2 separate regions of the Sus scrofa genome follow, and region 1 is linked to region 2. Evidence: chromatin contacts called from public targeted proximity ligation data. All regions are on one chromosome and are shown on one strand. The core of a region is the stretch at or near the end of the contact, and the rest is flanking DNA. Distances in the headings are between cores, read along the strand shown.

What was found.
Region 1: a contact with region 2 is called in a targeted proximity ligation map of alveolar macrophages. A contact is called at or near these places in 4 of 47 Hi-C or Micro-C datasets (adipocytes, embryonic fibroblasts, epiblast stem cells and 1 more) and 2 of 2 datasets of targeted methods (alveolar macrophages and skeletal muscle).

The regions. Positions count from the first base shown.
Region 1 is chr3:24,960,420-24,965,654 of Sscrofa11.1, forward strand. It overlaps DNAH3 (dynein heavy chain 3, axonemal), which reads left to right. Exons shown (of 66, transcript XM_021086503.1): 21 at 4,065-4,156. Among named protein-coding and RNA genes, the nearest start is that of DNAH3, 52 kb to the left of the region's middle.
Region 2 is chr3:25,150,246-25,155,878 of Sscrofa11.1, forward strand. LYRM1 (LYR motif-containing protein 1) reads right to left here and starts at 1,767. Exons shown (of 4, transcript XM_021086518.1): 1 at 1,641-1,767. DCUN1D3 (DCN1-like protein 3) reads left to right here and starts at 1,256. Exons shown (of 4, transcript XM_021086516.1): 1 at 1,256-1,443.

The sequences.
Region 1 (5,235 bases), core at 387-2,886, 190 kb before region 2:
TTCTAAGCAAATGGCTGCCCTGGGTCCTAAAAGGTGATCAGGATGTGGAATTACAATGGGAGGGGCCTGGATTTCTTCCTTGTCCTAGGCCACACAGGAGAGAAAGTCACGTCTATGCCTGGGGGCTCCTAACAGTGCCAGATGATTCCTGCTTGGGCTGTCTGTGGTATTGTCTGACAGGCTCTGTGCAGTCTTTTTCAGCCTTTTGAGTCTATAAATGAGAATAACAAATATTCTCCCTAAAAATGGTGGGATTTTTATAAGCAACCAAGTATGAGAGTTATATAAATATGGTGTGAATAGTAAGCAGAAAAAAAAGAGAGAACTCAGTGTGTTTCTAAAATAGTCATCACATTCAAGGGCCTTGAAACGTCGTCTCTACCAGGGAGTTGCTCTGTGTGGAGGTGGAGATGAAACTGACTCTCCAGAGGCAGATTCCTCTCTCCCTGGGCCTGGAATTCCCTCTCTGTGAACCATGCACAAGACTGAGGACATTGTCTCTAGAAGGACTCAGTCTGAGAGCACACCCATTACCTTCCAGTCAATGGAGCCTGCACCCAGTGGCTAGAGGTATTCTCATCTCTCTCCTGGGACAACAGAGATCTGGTACATGAGAGAGTCAGGATTTTTCTGTAGATTGGAGCTGCTTTCAGGTTCCCAGAAAGCCTTGAAAATCAAGACTTAAGCAGAAGGTGTAAAGAAAGACAGAGGAGGTCCCCTGGGAGACTTCTGGTCTTGAGCTGCCCCAGGAGAGGGATCTGCACAGGGGCAGCTGCCTTCACTTGGTACGTATGCCATGCCTCTTCCTGTGGACCTAGCCTGATTGGAACTTTGAGCCATTCAGAGGGTTAGGGAGTTAGGTAGACAGGTGCCCTGCAGCAATGCTAGGTCTCTGCCTAAAATAGCACTATAGAAAGTGCCTTCATCAATGGCATTTAAACAGTGCTCCAGGGGACTCAGAAAAACACCCCCTCCATCTGGTGCTTCCCCTTTGATGACACTGTTCTCACACATGGGAAATTTAAGAATCCCAACCATTGGAGTTCCTGCCATGGCTCAGCAGAAACAAATCTGACTAGTATCCATGAGGACGCAGGTTCGATCCCTGGCCTCTCTCAGTGGGTTAAGGATCTGGTGTTGCTGTGACATGTGGTGTAGGTTGCAGATGCAGCTCCAATCCCATGTGGCTGTGGCTGTGGCTATGGTGTAGGCCAACAGCTGCAGCTCCGATTCGCCCCTTAGCTTGGGATCTTCCATATGCTATGGGTGCTGCCCTAAAAAGACAAAAAGAATCCTAACCATTCGTAGACACTAAAAATTTTCATTTATAGGCCACTTAGATGGACAAATTGGGGGGTAAAAAAATTCCCTGGAATTAAAGTCATAATAACATTGACAGTTAAAGTGTATTGCATACCAGCTATGCCCTGGGAACTGTTATATACTTTATATAGATTCTCTCATTTCATCCTCCCAACAACCCATTGAAGTAGGGACAATAAATTGTCATGTGGCCAGTGAGTGGTGGGGAAGAGAATTGGAATCTAGGTCTTTTTCACTCAGGCCTGATGGATGAAAAGGGGACGAGAAATATCAGGTCAGGGAGAGGAGTGGACAGTAGGGGGCAGTAAGTGACAGGTAAGAGTGGAGTACACTGTAATCCACTTACTGTAGGTAAGTTACTGTATGGTCAGTTACCATAGATAAGAGGGAAGGTGGCATCTGAATAAAGAGCACCTACAGTGGGGAGTCTCAGTGGGCTGAAGTGTCACAGGTAAGCTCAGAAAGGGCAAAGGCCACCAGATACACTCAGGGCTGCCCCCATTCCCACCTGCATTGTAGGTCACACAACAAGTCACTCTAGTGACAGCCTCTGGGGAAGCATCCTCTGTTCTAATGCCAAACTCCGGAGACCCTTGGGCACAGATTTGGTTCTGGGGAAGGCTCTGCAGGCTAAACCACCTTTAGCTTTCAAGACTACAAAATGAATCTTCTGGGGTCATGAGGGGGTTGTGTTAGGATTTCTGACCATTACCCAGAACTTAGGCAGGAAAGACTAGTCTCTGTGTTTGAGACAGAGACTTTGCTGATACTGTGGCTTAAAACAAGATAGAACACGGTAACATAGCACTGAAGAGTACTGGAGCTGGCCCTCTAGGGCACTGCTGCCCAGTGGAACTATAACACGAGCATATGTGCAATTTTAAAGTTTCTAGTAGCCACGTTCTTTAAAAGCGTAAACAGGTGAAGTGAATTTTATGAACCTATTTAACCAAACTTCTCTAAAACATTGTCAGGTCAATAGTCAAGCAATATAAAAGTGTTAATGTGATCACTCCCATTACAGTTTCCCTACTAAGTCTTTGAAATAGGGTGTGCTTTTGCCTACAGCACAACTCCATGTAGATTTAGTCACACTGCAAATTCTCAATGGTGACAAGGGGTTCGTGGTTATGTACTGGATGGCATAACTTCAGGCTCGTAGAAAATCAGATGCCTTGTTAATCTCTATAACAAACAAAAGCAATTTAAAAAATAAAACTACAGGCCTCTGAGTCCTTCCATAGGCCAAGTACTAGGCGAGGTGCTTTACACAGTTGTGTCATTTAAACCCAGAGAGAGTGTGTTGTTCTAAGCCATATTTTTAGGTACTAGAGAATAAATGCGAGCCTAGGGCTACCAGGAGCAGTTGTGCAGATTGTGCTCTAGGGACTGCTACTTTTGTGCAGTACAGTGTGAATTGTACTTTCTAGGGTTTATCCAGTGTATAACCTGCACAGTTATACATAGAAGACCTGCAGGAAACACTAGCATGTGATGGATGAAAGCTTTGGAGTCAGAACTGGATCCAAATCCCTATTCTGCAATGGCTCTTAGGGTCTATTAGAGAGATGGTCTTAGACCAGAGACTTAATTTCTTTGTCTCAGTTTCTTTCTATGTAAAACAGGAATGATGACACATTGGTACCTTCCTCACCATGTTGGGAGAATGAAATAAGTATGTAAAGCTTTTAAAACAGTTGCCTACATAGTAAGCCCTCAATAAATGTTCAGTATCTTTATTATTTCCATTACCTTAATGGTCCTCCAGGTGTCCTCAGAATCCAGCCTGGAAGGTATTTGAATTAGTTGGTTCATCCACGCTTTTCATGCCACAAGTACTTAATTGATGCCTACTGAATACCAGGCTGCAAGAACGCAGCGCTAAATAAGACAACGTGACTCATCTTTCATGTCCCGTCCTGCCCTGATATTCTTTCATCCTGATGGAGCTGGACAGAGACAAAACTGGGCAGTAGATGAGGGTTTTTTTTTACAGCAGCTCATTCCCCTCAGCCCGCATCCGCTTCTTGAGCACACAAAACCTTCATACTGCCCAGATGTCTCAGTCCCTAAGAATAGTGCTCAAAAGCTGTCGGAGACTTCATCAAAGACCTTTTTCAGGGGTATTTTCACTTAAAAGAAAGGTTCAGGTAATATTTATGTGAAAGGAAGAGGCACAAGGAATGCTAACATTTCCAACAAGCTGGATTGAGAAGGAAGATTTTGGTGGAGGAGAACTTCCTCCTTCCCAGCATCCTCTCTTCACAGAAGGTGGGGATCTGCCTGATCCATGTACTCACAACTTCCTCCTCCTTTTATTCAGCAAACCCTTATTGTAGCTTTTGTCAAGCCCCAGGTTTGTTCTGTACGCAGCCCTGAGAGAACAGAACAACCAAGATCTGGTTGTGAGCCTGTAAGATGCTCACGAGTTTGCATCATGCCAAGTCCTGGTGGGAGAATAACCCCCAGGAAACTAGACACAATGCAAGGTGGCCCTAGGCTGCCTCCCAAATCCTCAGACCTGCAACCTCCAATTCAGTAGCCACTAGGTGCATGCAGCTATTTAAAGTAAAATTAAATAAAATTGGAAAATCAGTGCCTCAGTCACACTAGCTACATTTCCAGGGCTCTGTAGCTGAGTGTGCCTGGTGGCTCCTGCACAAAAAGGCACAGATGGACAACATTTTGGTCATTGCAGAAAGTCTACCTTGGACAATACACACTTGTTTTTCTCTTTGCAGATCAGTGAGATTGTCGGCTATGAAATAAAGCCCACTGAAACGACTTCCCTCTCAAACATGCTGGAAATTGGATTTGGCAAATTCATTGAAAAGTAAGGCTTCTCCCTTCCTTCAGAGAGTTTTTTTGGTCAAAGTATCTGTCAGTTCCCACAACAATATTTATGACTGAAAGACCTCGTAGCAGGCTGCTTTTCTCATTCTGATTGACTAGCTGCTAGTGAAGTTCTCGTTTTCAGCTGCAGGGTTGATGTCAGATTATGACTCGAAAATTGAGTCAGAGATTTTATTTCAAAAAGAAATTTTTTTAAAAAGTCCCTTGAACTTGAGTTCCAAGCCCAGGTCTCAGTGACTTTGGGCAAAACCATTTAACCTTTCTGGGCCTGGGTTTCCTCTTCTTTAAACAAACAACAGCAACAAACAGGAGTGGTTCTCTGAGCTCTCAAATTCCATGAAGTATAGTCAAATGAGAAATCACTTCACTTCTTTCTATCCTTCCCCAAATGCCCCTGGAATTTGAGAATCTGTACTATTTGAACAGCAATTTTTAAGACCAGAGATTCTCAGGATCCCATTTGTTTTTCCACACTTCCTTCAGGGTGATGGGTGGGGAGATGTATTGCTAAGACTAAAGACCCTGTTAGGCAACTGGGTTTGGTTCTCACTCAACATGTGTGGCTCTCAGACTCGTGACCCCAGACCAGCTGCACCAGCATCACCTGGGAACTTGTTAGACATGCGCGTTCTCAGGCCCCATCCCAATCTACTGAATCCGAAATTCTGGAGGTGGACCCTGAAATCTGTGTTTTAACAAGCCATCAAGGTCAGCACTGTCCAGTGCAGGAGCCACTAGCCATGTGTGACTCCTCAGCCCTTGAAATGTAGCTATTCTGAGTTTGATGTGCTGAATGTGTAAAATATAGGCTGGATTTCAAAGACTTATTAAGGAAAAAAAATATCTAATTATTTTAAATGTCGATTATATGTTGAAATGACATTTTTGTATTGACTTAAAAAATACGTTATTAAATTAAATGTATTTCTTTTACTTTTGTAAATGTGGCTACCAGAAACTTTATGATGACATATGTGGCTCATGGTGTATTTCAAATGGACAGCAGTGTTCTAGGCGATAATGATTCTTAACTAGAGTTGGAAAGTTTGCACCTTCACA
Region 2 (5,633 bases), core at 517-3,016:
AGATCAAGCCCTGCCACTTCTCCATCACAGACCACTCTGCCTGGCTCTTGCTTTTATTCCTTCCTACTCCAAGCACCTGGCCTTCTTCCCTTCTTTCCTCAGATCCCTGCCCATTGGCTCTTTTCACCACCTAGAAAGCTCATTCCCTACCTTCCTTCTTTTCTCGGATTTCTGCAAAACTCAGCCTCCTCTGAGTAGCTTTATGGATTTAAAGTGGCCCTCACCCCATCTTCTACCACTTCATCTGATATTACTATCTTTGGGGCATTCCTCACTTGCTGATATTTTTTATTGATTTACTTTTTAACTTTCTCCCAGACTCGAATCACAGACCAACGCCTTTTGCACTAAGAAGCTAGTTCTCATTATCTTAGAAAGTATCGGTGTCCTGTCAACCTTCCTCCCTCGCCCTACTAATTTGCCCCTACTAATCTCCCATTGACATTCGGGAATCCAAAGGTTTCAGACATCCCAGATGGTCCCCAAACCAGCATTTTCAGCATTCCCAAACCAGGCTTCCCCTTCCTGGCCCTGGAGCCACTTCCCTTGGCAGGTTCCCCACGCCAGCAGCGGGGACACCGAGCCGCCCTCGCGAGGCTGGGGTCACACAGGCTCGTCTCCTAGCAACGTCGCACCCCCCACCCTCACCCATCCCTGCCCCTTGGGAGCCAACCCCTTCCCCCAGTCTCCCGCGCCAGGAGTCAGCGTCTCCATTCTCTACACTCACTCTGCGTCAGTCCAGCCTTCCCCCACCCACAGAAGCGCCGCAGCCTACGGCAGACTGGGAGGAGGCGGCGCCGGGAGCCCAGCTGAGCCGTGGTCGACAGAGCTTAAGCAGGTCCGGTAGGCCAGGCCAGACCAAACCACCAGACGAACCTCCGTGGGAGCATTCGTACCAGGTCGGGGGTAGGCTAGAGCCTTCCTTAAACGTCACACTCTAGACCACCCTCCACCGTATTCGCAACAATTATAGCCAAGTTCAACCTTTTCTTATTTTTCCTTTCCCCCTTCCGCTCTCCTCTCCCCCGGATTCCAGCCCCCCCCCCGAAAATGGGCCAGTCCATCTCCTCCTAGCCCTCCCTCCGCGTCGCTAGGTCTTTGCCCTTACTTGGCGACGGCTTCGTACGTCTTTGCGTACGTCGTGACGCAACCTGCCCCTCGTTCCCTCCCCGCCCTTCTCCTATTCCGCCTCCCGGAGCGGGCGGCCCGCGGGGTTACCGGAAGTGATGATGCAGGAGGCGATGGAGGGGGCGGGGTTTCGGGGCGGCCGCCGCCGGTGGGCCGCAGATGAAGAGGAGGCGGCGGCAGTGGTGGAAGAAGAGGCGGCGGCGGCGGTGGGGGTAGGGTGCTTGAAGACGCGAGCGGGGATGGTAGGTGGTTTGGACCTGCCGGGCCGCCGTCGTTTCCAGAAAGGGTTTGACTGGAGGAACCTCTGGAGCAGCTGTGAGTTTGGGGGTTGGGGGGTGTATGAGGAAAAGGGGAGGCTTTGGGAGATGAAGGGGCGGGGGTTTGGGTACCTTCGAGAAAGGGGGGTAGAAGGGGAGGAGTGGAAATCGGCGCCTTGTCTGGACTGGTCCCGCTGGAGGAAGACGCTGTGAGGGGGCCCTGTGGCGTGTCAGCCCCAGGCTCAGAAAACTTACCTACTGTCTCTGCCCCTCCACCGCCGGCACCCCCCACCCGCCACCCAAGGCCTGGGGCTCTGGGGGCCGGAGCTGCCCTGGAGGGAGTGCAAACTCTAGTCTTCTGCCCCTGGTAAGTGCAGTGAGGTAGGAGCCCAAGCAGGAGGTGGTGGGTGAATCTCCAGCTCCTCCGCCCTCATTTCCCTCCCCACCCCCATCCTTCTCTTTAATCATTAACAGCCCTGGAATTAAGGGGCTCAGACCTGGAGGCCTTCCTATGCACCTTTGCTGTAAACGATAACCATCTGTGCCTGAGGTAATGGGGCTGGAAGCTTTGCCTGTATCCTGTATAGGAAGTGGGACAGGGTGACAAATGTATTGTTTTTTTCTATTCTCCCCCACCCCCATCCTCCCCCATGCATACCCCTCCTTTCCACTTTAATTCTCCGTGGCTAAGTAGTAATCGTGTTTTTTTCTTTTTCTTTTTCCCTTTCGTCTTGGTACCTTCTTTTGAATTTGGTGTTCTGCTTCTATCCCAGATCTTAACTTCAAGCTTTGTAATACTTCAGTTACAAGCTGTGTCTCTTTGGGAGTACTTCTCAATGCCCGGTCGCTCCCGATTAAGATAAGCATTTTCTCCTAAGAATACTGGAATTCCAAAGCCTTGCAGGGATTCCTGAATGGCATCATAGTCCAGGAATCAAGGTCTCTTCCTCTGAATACTTTATATGTGAGGAATTTAAATGTTGTCAACTCTTTCCAGAATGTTTTGATCTTAGGCTAATTCTGGATTTCTGTGTTTTTCTCCACCCACACTTCATAATGCACTTTGGAGAAGAGAAAACCCCATGTACTTTTTTGTTTCTACAATTTGACAATAGCTCTTTTATCTTTCTCTCCACTTGTGTGTCTGGCACACAAGTCTTCGATGACACATTTGGCTTGTACTGATTTCCATCTTATTTATTTAGCTGAATGTTTGTATATAAGTGGCGTTAAATAAGACATTGTGACTTGTTTAGTTTTGTTTTAAGGAAGAAGGTAAACCAATAAGGGATGTAAAAAAATCATTTGAAAATTGCAAAGAATGATTGAAGAAGAAGATCTCCGTTGATATTCTGTTGGTTTAAGGGGGAAAAAAATGTAGTGCTACTTTAGCCTTTTGTAGGGATTTCAGAGTGAAGTGTGATGATTCCTATTTTGGTGTTGATATTTTCTTTGGAAATCTTTTTTGGATTATAAATTTGGAAATAAATTCTTTGTTGAATCTGGAGCTGTGTTTTCTGAAGAACTTGAAGAGTTGGTGCCCAAATTTTAGGGATCATTTGATTAGAAAAAGTCCATAAATCCTGTTCCTCTGCAACTGAATTTATATGCTTATTGCTAGACAAATTATCATAACATGGGTTCCATTCTACTCATCGGGGCTTTCAAGCCTGATAAAACAGAATATTTAATGCTTTGATTGTACAAGTAATGGCATGTTTAGATGTTTCACAGAAATGTAACAGAAGAAAAAAATGACTACTTTTCTCATTTTAGCTGAATTGGAATCATTGACTAAAAACTCCAAAATTCATTCAATCAACAAACTTTTCTTGACTGGCTACTAATTGCTAGCTATTATTTCAGGCAATGGGTCTGTGAAGGTGAACACAGCAGTAAGGTCCACGCTGCCCTGGAGCTTAGGTTAGAGTGGAGGTGGTGTGGGGACAGATAAATAAGCAAATGAGATTTTGATAAGTGCTGAAGGAAACAAGAGTGATGTGATAGAAAGTGTCTGATTGAGATATAGTCGGAGACCTTTCGGAGGAGGTGACGCTTAAGCTGAGCTTCGAATGAAAAGGAGCCCATTATGCAGAGATAGGGGAGGAGCCTTCCAAGTTCAAGGAGTAGCTAGTGCAGAAACTGTCTGGAGTGAGTTTGGCAAGTTTCAGGGAGGAAAAAAGAGGTAGGCGGAAAGGAGATGAGGGAAGATGGGTTAGGGGAGAGAGGAGAGTGAAAAGATTCTAGGTCAGAGAGGTGGAAATAGGCTCATAAATAGGTAGGCAAAATAAGAGTAAGAAGGAGAAGGAATTGTAAAATGATGCTCCGTTTTAATTCTGTTGCCTTTCCTAGAGTCTTACCACATACTACTTTGAGGGTATACTTGGCCTATTATATTTAAAAAAAAAAAAAAGTCACCCTGCTGAGAGTGGGAGAGGAGGAGGCAGTGGTCATCTGGAACTTTTTTGGCAGATGGATCTCAAGCCATGTGTTAAAAAATCAGTGAGATGAAGTTCCTGTCATGGCTCAGTGGAAATGAATCTGACTAGCATCCATGAGGACACAGGTTCCATCGCTGGCCTTGCTCAGTGGGTTAAGGATCTGGCCTTGCCATGAGCTGTGGTGTAGGTTGCTGATGCGGCTTGGATCTGGCATTGCTGTGGCTGTGGTGTAGGCCGGCAGCTGCAGCTCTGATTCTACCTCTAGCCTGGGAACCTCTGTATGCCATGGGTGCAGCCCTACAAAGACAAAAAAAAAAAAAAAAAAAAAAAAAAAAAAGGGAAGAAAGAATTCAGTGAGATGTTTGAGAGCATGCCTTTTCTTTACAGGATTTTGTCTTATAAACTTTTAAAAATTGCATAATGAGTACCCCAGATGTGTTTTTAGTATATAAATCCTCCTTTGCTTCCAGCTGTGTATGAATTTAGGGTTGAAGGTTGGGCAAGTGGTAATAATATGACCCTGTTGGTCTTCAGAGGTGGTCGTCAGGATCTAAGTTTGAAGTTGTTTTTTCTAGGCGGATTTTATGTTGCAATCTTCCCGCTTTTGTCTGGTCTGCCTGATGACTAATAAATAACACTCAGCTGAGGTGTAGGTTGGTGCTGAAAGTTGACATCATGGATTACATTAGATAAATGACCATTGCGGGCACAGTCCCACTCTGTTGGCATCTCTGGGGCTGGCATATAATCAAGTGATGTAACCTACTTTTGCCTTCTGTTGGGGCCATTCATTTCCAGTGTTAGCTGCTTTGTGGCCTCACCTTGACCAGATTGTCCACTTGAGAGGCCTGGTCAGGACTCCTTGATTTGGCCCTCTTTAGCCATGTCACAGTGGGCCAAAACAGAAAGACTATGCCGTTTTCTTCTTTTGAACTCGGCAACAGTGACTAGTGTGTTCATGGAGTGAATTGGCCCTTTGAACCGGGCAGTTGCGAGACTTAGATGTTGCTTGGGCTATTTGTCGTAAAGTTAGTATTAGAAATGCTAAATGAAACCTTCTAATGTTTGGGAAAAATGAATCAGAAATTGAGTTCTTGCCACCTGTTTTAGTACTTCACTAGTGGGTAGATTAATTATCAGAAGTAACTTGAATAGGGAGTTCCCGTTGTGGTGCAGCAGGTTACTAACCTGACTAGTATCCAGGAGGATGCTGGTTCATTTGATCACTGGCATCCCTCACTCACTCAGTGGGTTAAGAAATCTGGCATTGCTGTGGTGTAGGCCAGCAGGTGCAGCTCTGATTTTGTCCCCTAACCCAAGAACTTACCCCTTAGCCAAAGAACTTCCTTTTTGGGGCCAGGTGGGGCCCCAAAAAGCACCCCCCCAAAAGTAATTTGAATAGATTCTGGGCAGTCCTGGGGGTGCTGAAGGGGATGGAGTTGAGTCTAGCACTGATTTACTGAATTACAACTTGAATGCAAATAGGAAGTCTTTTAGTTAGCAAGCAAGTGAACAGCTAAGACCAGGCAAATGATAGACTTCACCCTTTATACTTCAGAGTAACTCAAAGGAACAGAGAATTAACTGTGTGTGTGTGTACAGTTTTGGCCTAGGTTGAAGAATTTTGGACTTTGTATTCTAATTCTGGATTTTAAATGCTGTAGCTAATGGATTATTAAGCTGTTCACAGTTCATCTTCATTTTAATAGTTTATTATAACTCAAATATGAAAATATCCTGTAGGCTGAAATTTCATCAGTCAATTTGGAGACTGGTGGGCTCTTTTTCTTTTTTTTTTTTTTTTTTT